Linked DNA regions of Oryctolagus cuniculus: region 1 is linked to region 2. The links are chromatin contacts, called in public Micro-C maps. All regions are on one chromosome and are shown on one strand. The core of a region is the stretch at or near the end of the contact, and the rest is flanking DNA. Distances in the headings are between cores, read along the strand shown. Region 1 has its middle 110 kb from the start of TPO. Region 2 holds the start of PXDN (peroxidasin).

Region 1 (3,695 bases), core at 497-2,996, 120 kb after region 2:
CGGTGGGAGGGGAGAGCAGAGGCAGGCCTGGGCGTCTTGGCCCCTCCTGAGGCTCCACCATCAAGACCTCTCTAAGGTGCCCCTGCGGATTCCCTCCAACGAGGGGTTAGGATTTCCGCTCCTGACTTCAGGGGACAAGGACGTTCAGAACATGGCAGCACCACGGTCACTTGTGGCTGGTGACGTTTGTGACTCACAGGAAGCCTGCAGCGAGCTGCATTGTGGGGGCCGCTGACCAGTCACGCAGACTTTGCTCACTTCCTGCACTGTCTCTCACTTTCGCTATCTTAACCATTAGCGGCTTGGCTAGGTGAAGTTCCTGGGAGCCAGGCGGGCCCTCGATGGGCTCTGGAGGTCTCAAGCCACAGGATCACTACTGAGTGCAGCTTATGATGGACACACATTAATGATCCAAGCAGCGTCTGTGCTCTGATGCAGGTCTTCTAGAACCTTCCAGCCATGCCGCCACGGCCTGCGGTGCTGCTCTGTTGGGCCAGTTTAGGCATTTGCTCTGAGTTTTTGAAATCCTGGGACTGCTGGGGCCAGCTCTTTGCGCCAGTTTCTCTCCAGGTGCTTTCCAGCTTGTTAGAGAGGGTCTTTCTGGTCAGGGTTGGTTTCCCAGCCCTGAGAAAGCTGCTCTGTCACAAGCCAGCAGGAATTTCTGCCCCGGCGGGGCCCCAGAGGCACGGGAACTGGCCCAGAGGCTGCTTCCCAGCCACGCTGGGACGGCCTGCTCACTCATGCTGTGTTCACACAATCCTTGCAGGCTGACTTCCAGCCCGTGTGCAGTGCCCGGCGGGCCCGCAGCCCTGGGGCAAGGGCGCCCTCAGCCGGCAGCTGCCGGAGCCCCTGGGCCGGGCTGAGGCGCGGCTGGGCCGGGCGAGGCGGCGCGGTGGGGTGGCCGGGTCGGTCCGGGGGCGCTTCTCTCTGACAGGGGAAGGAAGGTGTTGGGGCTAAGATTTATCCTGGGCGGAAGTGCACGCCCGAGGTCTGGGCTGTCCTTTCTGTCAAGAGTAGGAACAGGGAGTATTCCTGAGGGGTGGTGCCCTGGGCAGTTCCCGCACAGGGTGGGGAGTTCCAGGAAAGCGTCCATTTTCTAGCCTTTTTGGGAAGCCTCGGAGCACGACGGAGTGGGCGTGTCAGTCAAGGCTACCCCGCTGTCGGTCACCACAACGCAGGAGGCTGCTGGCCAGGAGGCACTGCGCGTCCCCCTCTCTGTCCCCGTCCCTGGCCGCCCCTTGCCTCCCTCAGTGCCGGTCCTGGCAGCGTGGCCCCCACAGCCACCTCGCACCCCTCGTCGCTCCCCCAGCACACGCCGACGCCATCTCCGGAGCGCGTCAGGTTTGTCCTGCCATCCTGGTGACGGCTCGGAGGAGGTGACGCGCGCTGCCGGCGGCCGGTCCCACCACAGGCTGCCTTCCACCGTCTCAGCCTGCCCGGAGCTGGCCGGGGGCTCCCAGGAAAACCCCCACGTCACTTCCGGGTGCCCTGCCCAGGTCACGTGGTCTGGCCTGGCCCCTGGGTCCCAGGAGGGCTATGCTTCCGCCGCTCCCGAGGGCATCCCGGAGGCGGCCCGGGGCCTGTTCCACAGGGGGCTCGGGGTTCCCGTCTCCCCCACTCCCCGCCTCTGCACCACGGGCACCGCCAGGCCACCGCCACCCCCCCCCGCGCCCCTTCACAGGGGCGATTCTGCGGGGAGACCTTGGCCGAGGCCAGGGGACACCTCTGGCTGGCACAGCTCAGGAGTGCCTGTGTGGCGTGGGCGAGCCGGGAGGTGGCCCGACAGACCGCCCATCGTGGGCTGCCCACACGTCTTGGCCAGCATGTCCCAGGCGATTCAGCGGGGAAGCCCGCCTCGCCCCCGGGCTGCTCATTGCTAAAGAACTAGGCCCGAAGACAGCGCGTGGTCCACACCCGTGCCCAGGGTGTTCTGGCTGTCTCAGCCCTGCCCTGGCTGGGCCCAGGCATGACCCGCTGCTCGCCGCTGCCCTGTCTGGACGGCCAGCTCCTGATCCGGGGCCTGCTTACCTGCACGCCCCTCCCTCCAGACAGCCCGCCGGCCCAGCCAGGCCCAGCCAGGCCCTGCCAGGCCCAGCCCTCCGCCGGCTGCTGGGCTGGCCCGTCCCTTCCTCTGCAGCCTGGGCGCCAAGCTGAAATCATCGCCCTGATGCGCTTGTTTACTTGTAGTCCACCAGAGCCTGGCTCCAGCTGCTGAATCCCAGATGGGGGTGGGCACGGACAACAGAACAGCCCGTGGGAGCCACGGGAAAACACAGCCCTGTATTGTCCCCTTGCAGGCCTGGAATCTGGAGGCAGGCCCTGTTGATGCTGCACTTCCTCAAGGGGCCTCCTACTCGTGTTCTCACGGTGGCTACTGGGGCTCCTGCCATTCTGTATTTGTTCCAAGCAGCAGGAAGAGAGGAGGGCCAAGAGCAAATGCGTGCTTGCCAACAGGGCCGCCCCCTTTAGAGCGTCCTGGAAACCCCATCTGCGGCTCCTGCTCGCCTCCCTGGCCGGAGCTGTGGCAGCCACTCCTGCTTTCCGCCTGGGAGACTGCAAACGCAGACTCCATGGGTAAGAAAAAAAAGAGAAAATTGCCACAAATTGTTTTTGTCTGCAGTTTTGTCTGAAGCTTGCGCTCGAGGAAGACGGCGTCTGGATTCCTCGGCCTGAACGGCTGGCGCTTGGCAGAGGGTGTGGAATGTGGCAAGTGCTCAGTGAGCCCTGCTCCAAGCCCGGAGCCAGCTCTGACCAGGGGTGTCGGGCCTGGCGCTCGGTCTGCCGCATGTGCTCCAGTTGCTTTCCTACGGAGTGAATTTGGGGCTCTGCTCTGGGAGAGGCCCTGGGCATCCGAGCCGCTCCAGGCAGGGGCCTTGTGGGTGTGGGAACAGCGATCATCCAGTCACGGAAGGCGGAGGCCACGGCACCCGGCACTGCCGCCCAGACAGGTGGGACAGGCTGGTGGCTACCGAGCGCCCGCTGCACAGGTCAGCATGGCCTCCCACGGCCGTGTCTTGTGTAGACTTGGCCTGGGTGCCATCGGCCCTTGTCCATCTTGTTCCTGATGGCCAGGTTGGTTCAACTTGGCAACCCGACGCGGGGGCCAGGCCTGCAGCACCTTCCCCCAGAGGCACCGCCAGGGCTGCTCCCCGCACACTCTCGGCCCTTCATGGCTTCCGGACTGGGCTCTGCCCCTGGCTGGGCTGCTGTCCACTCTCAGGGCCACACGACCTGGAGGTCACCATCCCCATCTGGACAGGGCCATGGCCGAGGGGCGCCACCTGCCCCTCTAGGGCTGGCCTGCTCCTTGGCCCTTGATGCAGCTTCTCATAGAATTTCTCCTGCATCTCCTAGAGCCAGATTTCTCCCTAAAATTGTTTGAGGGGGGCTTAAAAACTCATCAAAAATGGAATTAGATCTTTGTCCAAAACCATTCTGAAATCCAAAAGTTTCATAGAAATGGTACAAACAAAAAACTATGAATTTCAAAAACGTGTTGTTTGATTCTATTTTTCCATGGACCTTTTAAAGGACCCCCATAGCGTGAGAGCAAGCTGAGTGGCACTTGACCCTGAGCCTGAGAGATGGGGCTCCAACCTAGGTCAGAGTGCCTCTGCCGCCCCGTGGCCCTATGTCCCGGCAGGGCCCTGGACATGGTGGGCAGACGGCTGTGCTGTGGGCGGCGCCGCACCAGC
Region 2 (3,633 bases), core at 650-3,149:
TGATTCCTGGGCAAGAGCACAGACTGCATCTGGGACACTCCCCGAGCTGACCCCAGTGACTCAGCTGGTGGGCTCAGCTCTGATGAACCCAGGACTCAACGGTAGCACCTCCCTGTTTATGGTCCCCGTGAGTCATTGGACCGGAGCGGGCTCCTGGGAACCTCCGAATCTGTAGCCAGGTGGTCAGAGGGATGGGTGCCTGGGCCCTGACACCGTGCCCATGCTGGGGGCCACCGGCTTCGTCGGTCCCACTGTGCCCTCAGCAGGGATAAGACCTGCTCCCATGCAGGTGGCGCCTGGACTTACTGCGGTCCACTGCTGGATGGGGACCCCGCCCTGCCCGTGGCCCCACCTCTCTTGCTGTGTCCCTGGTTCCAGGAAGACTCAGCAGAGCCAGTCAGCCAGCCTGCCATGGTAGGGGGCCTCTGAGAGGACCCCAAGGCCCTGGCTCCCGTCATTCTTACGCTCCTTTAAAAACAATAGAAACTTGTTTGGATTTTATATGCAAGGCAGAGAGACAGACAGATGGAGGGAGATCGTCCCTCTGCCTATTCAGTCCCCAAATGTCCACAACAGCCAAGGCTGGGCCAGGTTGGAGCCAGGAGCCTGGAGCTCGGTTCAGCTCCCCCACGTTGGTGGCAGGGGCTGAAGCATTTGAGCCATTGCCTGCTGCCTCCCAGGGTGCGCATTCGCATGAGGCCGAGGAGGGGCAGGGACATGGTGTTCTGAGCAGCTACTTGGTGCCGCCCCTGTGTGGGCCCTACCCTGGGCTGTAGCTGAGCCACCGCCACCTCCTAGGAGGGGTCAGAACAGGGTTTCCGCTCCCTGTCTTATTCTCTCTTCCTTCCAAGGCCGGCTCCAGGAGGTTGGAGGCCACGTGTCACCAGCAGTCGGCGGGGAGAGTGACAGGGCCTGGAGCTGAGGCTTCCTGGCCTCTCCACTGAGGGCCGGCTTGGAAGAGCAGAGCTCAGAGTGCACCTGCGACCCGGAGAGCCCAGCCCCTCCCCCTCCCCTGCTGCCCCCACAGGTGCTGGCTGTCTCAAGCTGCTTCCATTGCTTCAAGGGCTCACCTGTGACTGGGCCGGCCCTTCCCGGATGCCCTCACCCTCACCTTGATGGAGGGGGAGAAGGGAGGGGCGGAGAGTCCCCGTGGTTGAGAAGAGAACAGAACTCGGCTCCCCTCTGAATCTGGCTTTGGGCAAACGGCTCGCCTTTACTTTCTTACCTGCAAAATGAGAGAACAAGCCCGTGGGCAGGGATGCAGAACGTGCCCGAGGGCCTAGAGGTGCGTGCTGGAACCTCAGCCTCCCTGAACTGCACTTGGGCTGAGCGCCCGGGTCCCCTTCCTGGGCGGCGTCTCAGGGAAGGCGCCAACAGGTGGGCATCCAGCTGGGACCTCCTCTCTCGAAGGCCCCTTCCTTCCACGGAGGGGCCCTGAAACAGGCGGCGTGGGGTGATTAACAGGCCCGGGCCGGGCCGGCCTCCGCCTGCAGCAGGGAAACCAAGGCTGTTTGCTAAAGCGAGTTGATTTGAAGCTCAGGGGGAGAGATGGATCGGAGAGGGCGCGGGAGCTGCCTGACGCCTGCCTGGACCCAGGGCGCGCTCCGCAGTGTCGGAAAGGTAGCCGAGGACCTAACCCGCAGCGCACGCAGGCAGGAGCCACGGCCAGGACCCGGGGAAGGACTTCGCAGAAGTCCCGTTCCAAGCGCAGAAGCGGGGATTCAAACCCGGGCCCTAACCCTCCCCGCCGCCCAGGGCGTCCAGATCGCGCGCGCCTCTATCCGCCTGGCGGCTCAGTACCGGACGCCGCGGCCCGGGTCTCGCCCCGCCCCGGCCCTCGGGCAGCCGGAGGGGGCAGGGAGCAGCCGCGCGCATGTGCGCAGCTGGCGCCCCCCGCCCCCCGCGCACAGCTGGGACGTGGGCCGCGGCCGGGCGGGCGCAGTCGGGAGCCGGCGGTGGACGCGCCGGGCTGTCCGTGGTCTGTCCGTGAGCCTGAGCGTCCGTGCGCGCCGTCGGCCATGGCCGCGCGCCCCTCGGGCCCCGTGCGCCGCTGCCTGCTGGCTCTCGTGCTCTGCTGCGGCTGGGGGTCGCTGGTCGCGGTCGCCCAGAAGCCGGGCGCCGGGTGTCCGAGCCGCTGTCTGTGCTTCCGCACCACCGTGCGCTGTATGCATCTGCTGCTGGAGGCCGTGCCCGCCGTGGCGCCGCAGACCTCCATCCTGTGAGTGCGGCCGGGCCCCGCTTCGGGGGTCCCGGGGCTGGGGGCATCGGGGGCCCGGCGCGGGCGTGGGCGCTCCGGCCTTTGTCCGCCCGGCCCGGACGCCGAGGGGCGGACCCGAGCGCCGAGTGCGCGGCCTTGGGAGCCGCCTTTGTTCAGAATCTGGGATCCCCGCTGGCCCGGGAAGTTGTTGGAGCAGCCGGGGGAAGCCCTGCCTCGCCCGCCACTTCCCGCCTGCTCCTCCGGCCCGGCCTGGCCCGCGCCCGCGGCCGCCCCGCGTCCTCCCTGCTCGTCGCCCTCCCCCGCTCCGAGCGCGGCGCGCCCCCGGCCGCGTCCCCCCTGGTCCCCTCCTCCGCCCTCCCTGCTGGGCGCCTCTCCGCCCCCCCTCCGCGCGGAGGGCGGTGTCCGCCCCAGCCCTGCACCGGGAAATCCCCTCGCGGGTCCTCCGCGCTCGCCCGGGTGTCCCCAGGGCTTCCCCTGCGCCTGCGGCGAGCGGGGCGGCCCCGGTTCGGGACGAAGCCGTGGCTCTGAGCGGCGCCTTGGCTCCGGCGCTGCGCGCGCGCGCGCCGAACTCGGCGGACACCTGGCGTCGGGGTCGGCGCCGCGGATCGCGCGCCCGCGACCCCCCGGGGGACCTGGGCTGCGGCGTGGACGCGGGACTCTTGGAGTCTGCGAGGTCTGCTGCGTCTTAGGCGCCAACGGTAATTCGAGGACGCCAGTGCAGCTGCCCGTCTGCATGCCAAAAATAGTTTTCCCTTTTCTTGGCGGAGCCGGAGGACTTGGCACCGCCAAGGAGCCCGCGAAAGCCCTGAAAACTTGGGCGAACCGTCCAGGAAGCGAGCGGCTGCGGCTCCTACCTCCGAGGCACAGCACGCAGCCCTCCCGGCCCCTCTCCCCTGGCGTCTGCGCGGTACTGGGGCCCCCTGGGCCGCTGGAGGGAGAGCTGCGCTGGCCTGCAGAGCCTGGTGGGCAGCCCGGCCTGCGCGTCCGGGGAGCAGCCCCTCGGCGCAGAGGACCCGACATGGGCAGAGTTGGTGAAGTTCCTCAGCGAGTGCTGCGGGGAAGCCATTTTCCCTCTGATCGGAGCCTTCACGCTTGCCCCGCGTGTTGCTAACAAATGGGAACTGCCTTTTGAAAAGAGTAATAGGTCGGAGTACGTGTTCTGGAGCAAAATTGGGGCCCTGCCCTGCCCTGCCCGGTGTGGCCCTCAGCAGAAGCCTCTGAGGACCAGAGGGCAGTGACATCACAGGCAGCTCCAGATCTGCTTGCTTTTCCCGGATTTGGTAGTTTTCAGATGAGTGACAGGTGGAGTGCATGCTAGGTGAAGGGGATCCCTGGATCCCCGAAGACTGGAGCAGGTGAGCAGAGACCAAACACGCCCACTTGACAGCTGTGGAAGCAAGGGCAGGTGGGGGCAG

Evidence for each region. A called contact is a pair of places that touch in the nucleus more often than the background predicts.
Region 1: a Micro-C map of ear pinna shows a contact between it and region 2, with 4 times the contacts expected there. The contact joins the enhancer-like site here to the promoter of PXDN in region 2. A contact is called at or near these places in 3 of 6 Hi-C or Micro-C datasets (ear pinna, psoas muscle and an unstated tissue).

The regions. Positions count from the first base shown.
Region 1 is chr2:199,412,900-199,416,594 of mOryCun1.1, forward strand. No RefSeq gene overlaps it. Among named protein-coding and RNA genes, the nearest start is that of TPO, 110 kb to the right of the region's middle. Within about 2 kb of position 1,747, at least 4 of the 8 cell types and tissues checked have an H3K27ac peak or open chromatin away from gene starts, as enhancers often do. A contact at or near this core is called in ear pinna, where this site is marked.
Region 2 is chr2:199,296,744-199,300,376 of mOryCun1.1, forward strand. PXDN (peroxidasin) reads left to right here and starts at 1,900. Exons shown (of 23, transcript XM_070069761.1): 1 at 1,900-2,218. The coding sequence starts at 2,019.